Regions from separate parts of the Mus musculus genome. Here region 2 is linked to region 1. The links are chromatin contacts, called in public Hi-C maps. All regions are on one chromosome and are shown on one strand. The core of a region is the stretch at or near the end of the contact, and the rest is flanking DNA. Distances in the headings are between cores, read along the strand shown. Region 1 has its middle 13 kb from the start of Gm30912. Region 2 holds the start of Plekhf1 (pleckstrin homology domain containing, family F (with FYVE domain) member 1).

What was found. A called contact is a pair of places that touch in the nucleus more often than the background predicts.
Region 2: a Hi-C map of bone marrow-derived macrophages shows a contact between it and region 1, with 1.6 times the contacts expected there. The contact joins the promoter of Plekhf1 here to the enhancer-like site in region 1. A contact is called at or near these places in 4 of 39 promoter capture datasets (embryonic stem cells, hematopoietic stem and progenitor cells, liver and 1 more), 23 of 484 Hi-C or Micro-C datasets (CD4 T cells, CD8 T cells, ECoMG-derived neutrophils and 17 more), 2 of 115 datasets of contacts at active chromatin or transcription factors (embryonic stem cells and epiblast stem cells) and 3 of 9 other capture datasets (adipose tissue, embryonic tail and liver).

What each region holds. Positions count from the first base shown.
Region 1 is chr7:38,154,571-38,159,157 of GRCm38.p6, reverse strand. No RefSeq gene overlaps it. Among named protein-coding and RNA genes, the nearest start is that of Gm30912, 13 kb to the right of the region's middle. Within about 2 kb of position 3,142, at least 34 of the 459 cell types and tissues checked have an H3K27ac peak or open chromatin away from gene starts, as enhancers often do. A contact at or near this core is called in bone marrow-derived macrophages, where this site is marked.
Region 2 is chr7:38,226,073-38,230,799 of GRCm38.p6, reverse strand. It overlaps Plekhf1 (pleckstrin homology domain containing, family F (with FYVE domain) member 1), which reads left to right and starts at 2,806. Exons shown (of 2, transcript NM_024413.2): 1 at 2,806-2,859.

The DNA.
Region 1 (4,587 bases), core at 1,893-4,392:
TTTTGTAGTATGAGCTTCCTCTCTAGCTCCTGGGAAATCTTTGATTTTTTAATTTTAAGAGTTCAGGACAGTGAGTGTTAAGTGAAGGTCAGGGGCTTTTAAAAAGAGATGTCAGTGTTTGAAATCAGAGAAAAAGAGTCTTCCCTGTGAGTTTGCATGCTCTGGGCAATGAACTCTGCCCGCCTCTTATCTGTACTGGAAAAAAAAATGAGATTTCTTACTTCACCAAGTATGGCTGTCCTAGCTATCTCAGCCCTGTGGTATTGAAGATCCTCGGGAAGTGTCTTTAGAGGGTGATATATCACCACACTCTGGTCCCTTCTGTCCCTAAAGTCCCCTCTTTGGGAGCAATCTGGGCTCACTGTGAACACGTCACAGGTCCATATCTTGTTTTCTTTTATCTACTTATCCTACCCCTGGGGCCCTGCCCTCTGCCTTCCCTGTTCCATCCCTGGTGCCTCAGGACCTGCCGTCCTCCAGGTGATCCCTCTGAGGACCGAGGGAGGTCAGGTAAGGATGAGCCTGGCTATTCCTCCCCCAGACTGCACCATGCCATCCCACCCAGCCTCCCAACATGGTAGCTACAATGTCTTCCACCTTCAAACCCAAGAGCATACCTCTGTTACCATACCCAGTGTGCACGGCTCCCTGGAGCACGCGCCAAGCCCTCTGAAGTACCTCTGTACAAGCTCTGAGGCCATAAGTGGTTAGGCAGAGTGAAGCAGGGAATGTTGTTTCCCAGGGGCACTGTGGTCCCCAAGACTCATGATGATAGATTTGGGGGTGGAGGAGAGAAAGGTCATCACACCAGCCAATGACTCCCTAGTGAACGATCCCAGGACAGTCTACACTTAAAGCACACAGTCAAGTTGCCCACAGCAGTAAGGAAGGCAAGGCTTGTAAGACAAAGTCCCCAATAGATCCAGAAAATTCTATGGAGCGAGGAACACAGCACCCTGGTCTATCCTAGGTGTGCCCTCTGCTGTGTCCTCAACCCGGGTTTGGTTGTGCCTTGTCGGCCATCCTCTCTTGCATTGCTTATGTTATACAGCCCACACAGGAGCTAGGAAGACCCTTCACCCAGAAGCCAAGGGTTGCTGAGCCCACTAAGGCACCTGTCACAGATGTACTCTCTGGGTTTTGAACCCAGGACTCTGCACAAGCTAGGTAGGTGCTCTATGGACCCACATCTACAAGCAGGCCTTGAACTCTTCTGTAACTCGGACTAGCCTTGAGCTTTTGATCCTCCAAGTAGCTGGGATGGCAGGCCTGGGTCGCAATGTCCTGAAACTAGCTTGCTTTAAGACGTCAGAGGTTGGGGCTGGAAAGACAGCTCAGCAGTCAAGACCTCTTGTTGCTTTCCTAGAGGATCTGGGTTCAGTTCCCAGCAACCATGTCATTTGACAACTACCTGGAACTCCAACTCCAGGGGATCCAATGCAACACACACACACACACACACACACACACACACACACACACACACACACACACACACACCTTGGCAGTTACTTTTCAATGTCCTTGAGAATATTGAAGCTATCCTCTGCTCTCCTCTCCCCTCCCCAGTCCTGTGTTGGACTGTTTGGTTGGGTTTTTGTTGTTGTTGTTGTTTGCCTGTTAGTTTTCATTTTTGCAGTGGCTGGAATGGAACCCAGGGCCTAGTTTATGCTCGGCAAACATTCTATCACTGAGCCACACACCTGGTTCTAATCCCTTGTGTTGAGAGAGAGAGAGAAAAAAAAACCCTGAAATTTAGACAAAGCGGTTCTAAATAAATGACTTGGATCCTTTCTCCTAGATACAGACCTGCCTGAGAGACCGACTCACCCTTGCCTGATGAGCCAAGAGACTTCCAGATCAACATCTGCTTTGCCACAGTCCCCAATAGATCCAGAAAATTCTATGGAGCAAGAATTCTATGGCAAGGATGGCGTGGCTAGCTTAATTGCTGGTCTAAAGTTCAAGCTAGATCCAGTTTGACCTCTGACCTGCCACCTTTCCCCCGCCCACTCCATCTTTGCAGGAAACTGTCCAAACCATGTCCTCAGGCTCAGAAGGTGTCCAGCTGGGCCCAGGCAGGCACATCGGCCTTGGGCAGTGCACAGCAGCTGGTCTGCTCTGGGGCTCAGAGCACCCCGGGCCAGTCTTGCTCACCATCCCTTCAGGCATGGGTGTGCTGAAACAAAAGACTGCAACTGCCACCAAGCCATCTTTCTTTGCAGGCAGCTAGGTTCTTTAGGGGTGGAGAAGGCTTCCTTTCTTTGCATTACTTCACAGTGAGGAACCATGTTCATGTGGACATGAAGGAGCTTCTATTCAAACACCTTTGAGTCAGAAGACCATCTCTGAGCAGCCTGAGCTACAATGAAACCCATCAGTGCTGAACAGGCTGAGGCAGAAGGACTGAGAGTTCGAGGCCGGCCTTAGACTCTCTCAAAACAAACATGCACACTAAACAGCTGCCACCTCCCTCAAAACCCCATTGCTTGTATAGACTGAATCGTGTGTGTGTGTGTGTGTGTGTGTGTGTGTGTGTGTGTGTGTAAGCAGGAATACATGCTGAGAAGACTATTCCAATCAGGGATAAGACAATTTAAGAGAAGAAAAGGACCTACTGTGTGACCAAGGGCAGGCTGATCTTTACCCCCTAAAATGAGAGGAGGCAAGTACACACTCAGAACAGAGAAAGTTGGCTCAGGCAGCTCAGGCCTGTAATGTAACCATTATTCATCAGATGTAATTACCATCTCTGAGGCTTACTGCCTCAGTCTGCTAACCTAGGCCTAGTCTTGGAAGCCTCTAGCCTCCGTACAGCCTTAACTAGGCCTAGAATGTTTCCAGCCTCTGAGACTTCAGGCTAAGCTCGCCCTTTCTAGCTCTTTGTGAGCTCTGGCTGGCTGGTCAGCTCAGCTGCTCCGGCTCAAGCTCCTCTCCAGGCTGACTGCTTCAACTCGGCTTCTCTTGGCCTCCCCGGAGTTGCTCTGCTTGGCCTCATACTAACTCCATCAGTTGGTTCTAATCTTCTGGCTCCTTCTCATTTTCTGGCTCTTTCTGTCTTCACCGGTGCCCATCTTGTTCTCTCTGTAACCTGTGCCTGTAAAACTCTCCGAATAAAACCACTTCCTCTTTTCCTGCACTGTCCCCTAAGTAGCTTCCCTTTCTTCTTTCTTTCTTCCCTCTTCTCGTGAGAGTTGGGCATTTCCTATTCTGTCAAGTCTTACTCAATTAGACATCACTTTCAAACATGGCTGCTTCCTTCTACAAACTAACTTTACCTTCACTGTTTGGAATTAAAGATGTGTACTAAGGGCTAAGCCATGCCACAGTGTGACCAAATATCCTGCAATACAATCCTGACTACGACAGCTAAAGAAAATGGAGATTAAGGCTCCTGCAGAAGCGTTTTTGTTTGCTTAAGACAGGGTCTTGATATGTAGCTGATGTAGCTGCCCTCAGATTTACTCTCTTCCTGCCACAGGCTCCCAAATCTACGATTATATGCCTGCACCTCCACACCTAGGTTACAATTATTTTAAAAATATATTTATGGGAGCAGGCTGCAGCTATGCACCACTGTAATCCAAGAATTCAGGACACTAAGATAGGAAAATCATGAATTCCAGGCCAGCCTGGGCTACACTGTCAGACAGGGTCCTCAAATAATAATTGAGATTGGTTCAGTGGTATAGCACATGGTTACAATGAACAAGGCCCAGAACCAACAGATTGTTTTGTTTTGTTTTGTTTTGTTTTGTTTTGTTTTGTTTTGTTTTGTTTTGTTTTGTTTTGTTTTGTTTTGTTTTGTTTTAGAGAAAGGGTTTCTCTGTGTAGTCCTGGCTGTCCTGGAACTCGCTCTGTAAACCAGGCTGGCCTCGAACCCAGAAATCCGCCTGCCTCTGCCTCCCAAGTGCTGAGATTAATGGTGTGTGCCACCACTGCCCGGCTATGTAGACTTTTTAAAAAAGTATTTTTAAAAATTTGTATGTATTTGAGTGTTTTGCTTACAACAATGTAAGTATACCACATGTATGCCTGATACCAACAGAGTCCAGAGGAGGGCATCAGATCCCCTGAAGTGGGAGTTACAGACAGTTGAAACCTACCATGTGTGCTGGGAACTGAACCTGGATCTTCTGCAAGAGCAGCCAGCTCTTAAGCGCTCACTGAGCCATGGCTTCAGCCCCCAATTATCTAGATCTGTTAGGGCCAGACTTATTCAGACCATTTAGGGAAAGGGTCTCTTGGGCATGGGGACCAAAGAGGACAGTCATTTTTGTAGCTGCCAGAGAAGTCTGTCTCCTGTCTAGGGCAGGCACTGAGCAAGACTTCTGAGTGACCTCTCCTTCATTCTCCTGCTCTGCACAGGTAGATGTGGGTGCCAGGTTGTTATCCCCAGCCCTGGGGCTGTGTGTGGGGTCAGCAGTAAGAAGGAAGGCCAGTGACACAGACCCTGCTTGGCATATACTCTCGGGAAAGTAGGAAGAAGAGATAGAGGGGAGAGGGGTCAGGAGAGGACTTGAGCAAGCAGCCGATGGAGAGCTTATGCAGTGGGCACCTGGGAGCCTGCCACAGGGAGCCACCCCT
Region 2 (4,727 bases), core at 1,557-4,056, 72 kb before region 1:
GAGACAAGATAATGTAGTGTTAGGCGCATAATGTTTGGTATTCGACAGAACTTGATAAACACGACAATGATAACTCCTGGTGGTCTTTTTTCACACAGGAATTTGCCAAAAACAAAAAACAAAACAAAATAAAAACTAGCCTCCTGACCTTGGGGTTTCCCCGACTCCCTGGTCCCTGTGTCTGGAAACCAGCTTTTCCCAGAAAGGACTTTTTTAGCCAGGGAAGCAGAAAAGGTCTCCAGGAAACTTCATTTTTTCCATAGCTGTGGCTTGGCTGACTCAACTTCTGCCTTTTCCTGAGTCACAAGTTTGTTCTCTTCCTTGGAGAAGGGAGGGAGCCCTCCGCTCAGGCCTCTCCACCCACAGCCAGCCCCCGCTGGGAAGGGGTGGGTAGCTGGATGGTCTGCTTAAGCGGCTCTAGGGATTCCCCACCCTTCCAGGCAGCTTCGGGAGATGCTGGGGCTAGGAGACAGCGGGTACTGAGTTCTAACGGGCCCCGAGTCACCAGTGGAGCAAACCTGGAGACGTTTCCTGACTCCAACATCTGGTCTTTTAGACTCCCTCCTCCAGGCAGTCCCTCTCTGCCAGGTACTGTGTTGGATGCCAAAATGCCAGAACAAATAAAACCGCTCTGCCCTTGCAGGGACCATTCTCATCCTGGTCACCTCCATTTCTCCCTGAGAAGTTCCTCCTCGCTAAGGATGGGTGGCTCAGCCCATGCTGTGGAAACTCAGAGCCAGGCTTTGTCCTAACACTCCAGTAATAGTTACATCCTAGCCTAGGGGACTTCAGACCTTGCCTTCCCTCTGGACAGTGGAGAGTGTGGCTACACCTCCAACCAAAAATCCAAGTGGGATGCATCTGTGGGTTCTAGAGAGTGTTGGGGTCTGTAGTAGAAAATGAGCCCCATCTAAAGAGGGCTGTTTGCTGTGGACAAATATGTTGATGAATATTTCTAATCCCAATCCAGGGTTTCTACCCCAGCTTTGACCATTAATTCCCAAATAAAGGATACATACAACCTTTATACTTCCAATAAGCTTTAATCAGCACAAGAGCTGGGCAGATATCTATCCTCTATGCTATATAATATAATAATTCCATTATATAATTTGCTATGTTTCATCTGGGCTGCTCTTAACTCCAACTAGCCACCCCACATGGAGATTATTTTAAGGTTCTTACCCCATGGCGTTTTCCTTTTTTTTTCACCTCCTTTTTTTCTCCTGGTCGAGGTCTCCTTGACCCCCAAACTGGGGAACTCAAGACCACGCCTATCTCTCTTTTGCCCAACTATTGGCTGTGGGCAGCTTTATTCACCAATCAGGGACAAGCTGGGGGGCAAGGTTACATAGGGCAATTTATAGAGTATGTGCAAGGCTCCCTGGAAGCAACCTGGCCTTGTTATTATATTGTAATTTAGCATTACAATATAAGCAAACGACCAGACCTCTGCATAAATAAACCAATATTGCCAAATCCTTGATTGACTGACTGAGACAAGGTCTCATTATGTAGCTCAGGCTGCCCTCAAACTCCATCCTCCTGCCTCAGCCTCCTGCGTGCTGAGATCACAGGCATATGACACCCAGATCCCTAAATCTTATGATTAAAGATGAGCTAAAGTCAGGGCTGGAGATATAATATCTCACTGGTGGAGTACTTCTCTAGAACTTGAGATTGTGAGTTTACTGGAGGGGGGGCTAAAAGTCTCTATTTTTATGTGTCTTCTCCCCATCTGAAATATTCACAGCAGTGCATTTTGTAAATGATTAAACAAACTTCAAACCTAAAAGAAATATCAATAAGCGCTGGTGGGGTAAGGATGTGGGGGATGGTAGGGATTAAGGGACAGTTTAGGGAAGGGTCTGCCCCTAACACCATCACCAGAGGGCCACACCATCCCCTTCCAAACCCAGTTTGGTCTTGGCCCAGCGGGTACCAGGCTAACCAGAGCTAGTCCCTCTTCAATGTAACCAGTTTAGCAACACAAACTGACACTATAGACTAATATTAGCCCAGCAGTCTAGAGACAGAGGCAAGGCTTCTATGAGTTCAGGGATAGCCTAGTCTACATATAGAATTTCTGGTCAGCCAGGGGTAACAAGACAATAAAAAATGGATGGAGTTGAGAACTGCTGCTTTGTGGCCAAGGAGACCTCTCTGAGGAGGTGACACTGAAATGACAAAGGAGGGAGAGGGCGAAGGGTGGGAGTGGTTTTTAAGGAACCAGAAGACAGTGGATGAGAATTGCGTGGGGGCAGGTGAGATGGGAAAGCAGCCTTGGAATTGAGTTCTAAGTGACACCAGTAGCCAGGGCGGGGTACCTGTTCGTCTTGGATCTACACGATGAATGCCTGGGGTCCACTAAACTAATTTCCTCCCGTGTACTTTTGACATTTTCCTCTAGGAAAAAAATTATAAAGTTCTGTTGATCGTTAAGAAAACGTGTGTCTCTGTGGCTGAAAAGAGTAACATCATAGTAACAGGGGCACCTGAGGGCCCACCACTCCGTCATGCCTGCTTCCCTCACAGGCTGTTCCTCTGACCAGCGCCGACTCAGTCTTGAGTGTGGCGACCAGCAAAGCTGGGAACCGGACTCCAACCAGGAATCAGCCCATCGTCCCCACGCACAACCGCTGCTGACCCGTTTACGGTCCAGCGGTTTAATTACGCCCGCGCACATTTCTGGAGAACTCGGGCCGGCTCCGCCCCCGCCTGCGTGCCAGGGCTTCGATTGGTCCAGAGTCCCTCGAAGGGGCGTGACCAGAGAATTGGAACCCGGAGGCGTGGGCGGCGCAGGGATTGGCGGGCGCCAGTTCGGGACTGGCTGTGCGGACGCGGAGGTTCCTACGGGAGGTAAGCAGGCTACGGAGGGGGAGAGCGCTCCCCTTCCGCCCTCCACCCTGCCAGGTCTGCAGCTGTGGGTAGAGGTGGCCTCAGGAACCCGCATCTGGGGCTCCACTGGAGCAGAGGCTGCTCGCTGTTTTCTGACTTGGGAAGGGGTTGACAGCTGGGACTCTAGGGCCACTGAGTCCCAGGACTGTGCGCGAGTTGGAGAAGGGTTCTCCGCAGAGTCTCTACCCTCTCCTTATCCCGTGATGTTCCGGGAACCTCGTCTTGGCCAGAGACGTCTTGGGTTGGGAGGGACGGTTCTCAATAGCCTCGGATTTGGGACCCTGAAGAGTTTGAGTTCGCGACTCTTCATATAGGAAGTTATTGGTGTGGGACCGGGCCTGGATTCTCCTAGGGAGTAACTGAAGTACAATAAAGAGGTGTCCCCAGGCCTTAGCAGGAGGGAAACCGGCAGTTCCAAGTCTCAGTGGAATGTGTGCACTCCCCGGAGAGGGCGCAGTCCTTAGAATGTGAACAAAACCGGTATCAGATTCTACCCGGTCAGAGGCTGCAGAGGAGGGGCGATCAGTGCTAGAGTCAAGACCCCTGCGGTTTTTGTAAGCTGAAGTGCTTCATTTGCTGTGCGTCCTGCCCACGTCAGCCCTCAGAGCTGCTCAGAGTGGCTAGGCCAGTTAGTTGTCTGAGCACTGGGACCTGGCCAACCCTGTCCCGCCAAGGAAGGAGGGGTTTGGCATTGTGGCCTGCGGGATGGGACTGACTACCCTGTGTGTTATGCGGTGAAAGACACCAAAGTCAGGCAGTAGGAAAGACTACACACTCTGGATTTTAAGAACTTCTGACCCAGGGCATGTTTTTTTTGTTGTTGTTGTTTGTTTGTTTGTTTGTTTGTTTGTTTTTTGGGGGGGTGGGGGCGTGTTGTTTTGTTTACTAGGGCCAAAAGTTTCAGAAGTTATTGTCTCCTTTTCATCATGTGAATTCCCGGGATAGGACATGGCCACAAACACCAGGTTACCCAAAAGATTTTGCTTTTTTTGAGATAAGGTCTCCTTGTATAGTCCAGATTGACCTACAACTCTCTACCTTCCTATCTAATCTTACCAGATGCTAGATTATAGGAATGCCCTCTGGGCCAAAGTTTTTCTACCTTGGCTCAGAGTTTATCTGGAAGCTGGGCCCACTCCTGAGGTTCTTGGGTGGTGACTGTGAAGTGGCTCATGGGCACGGAGTTACAGCCATGCTTTGTGCTTAATTAACATTGTGTCTAGCAAACAGTGGGTGCTAAGAAAGTAGCACCTAAGGGTTTATTTTCCTTAATCTGTTCTCCTGGAGGAAGATTCTAGAAGGTCTCAGTGACTCTGTTGGGTGGTGCCACTCCCTTAGTACCCTTGTAATAACTCTGGAATGCTCACACTGGCCTGTGGACCTGCAAGACAGGCCCTGCCTGCCCCTTGTAACCTTACCTCTTACTCCCGTACCTCACTCCTTCCTGAGTTCAGGGCCCCAGACCTCTCTTAAGGGCTGTACTGCAGTGAGCAAGAGGGCTTGAGGACTTGCATCAGGACAGAACCCATATTGTTGTGAGCCACATCCACACGCAAGGTGTCTTGTGCATTTTACCAGTAAGGGGCCAGAGAGTAAATACATGTTAGATTGTGTTAGTCTGAGTGTGGTTGTATTTCACTAAGGTTGCATTTAGGAAGCCTGGCAGTGGCTCATAATGGGTCTGGATTTTTAGTTTCTGGTTGTAGATCACCAGTCCTTCTCGTTGACTATGTGTTCCTCGGTGCTGGGCATTTGGTTTGCTTCTGCCTCTTGGCTCTAGTAAACACACACAAGAGTATAGCTATCCCTTCCAATCCCTTTGGAGATAG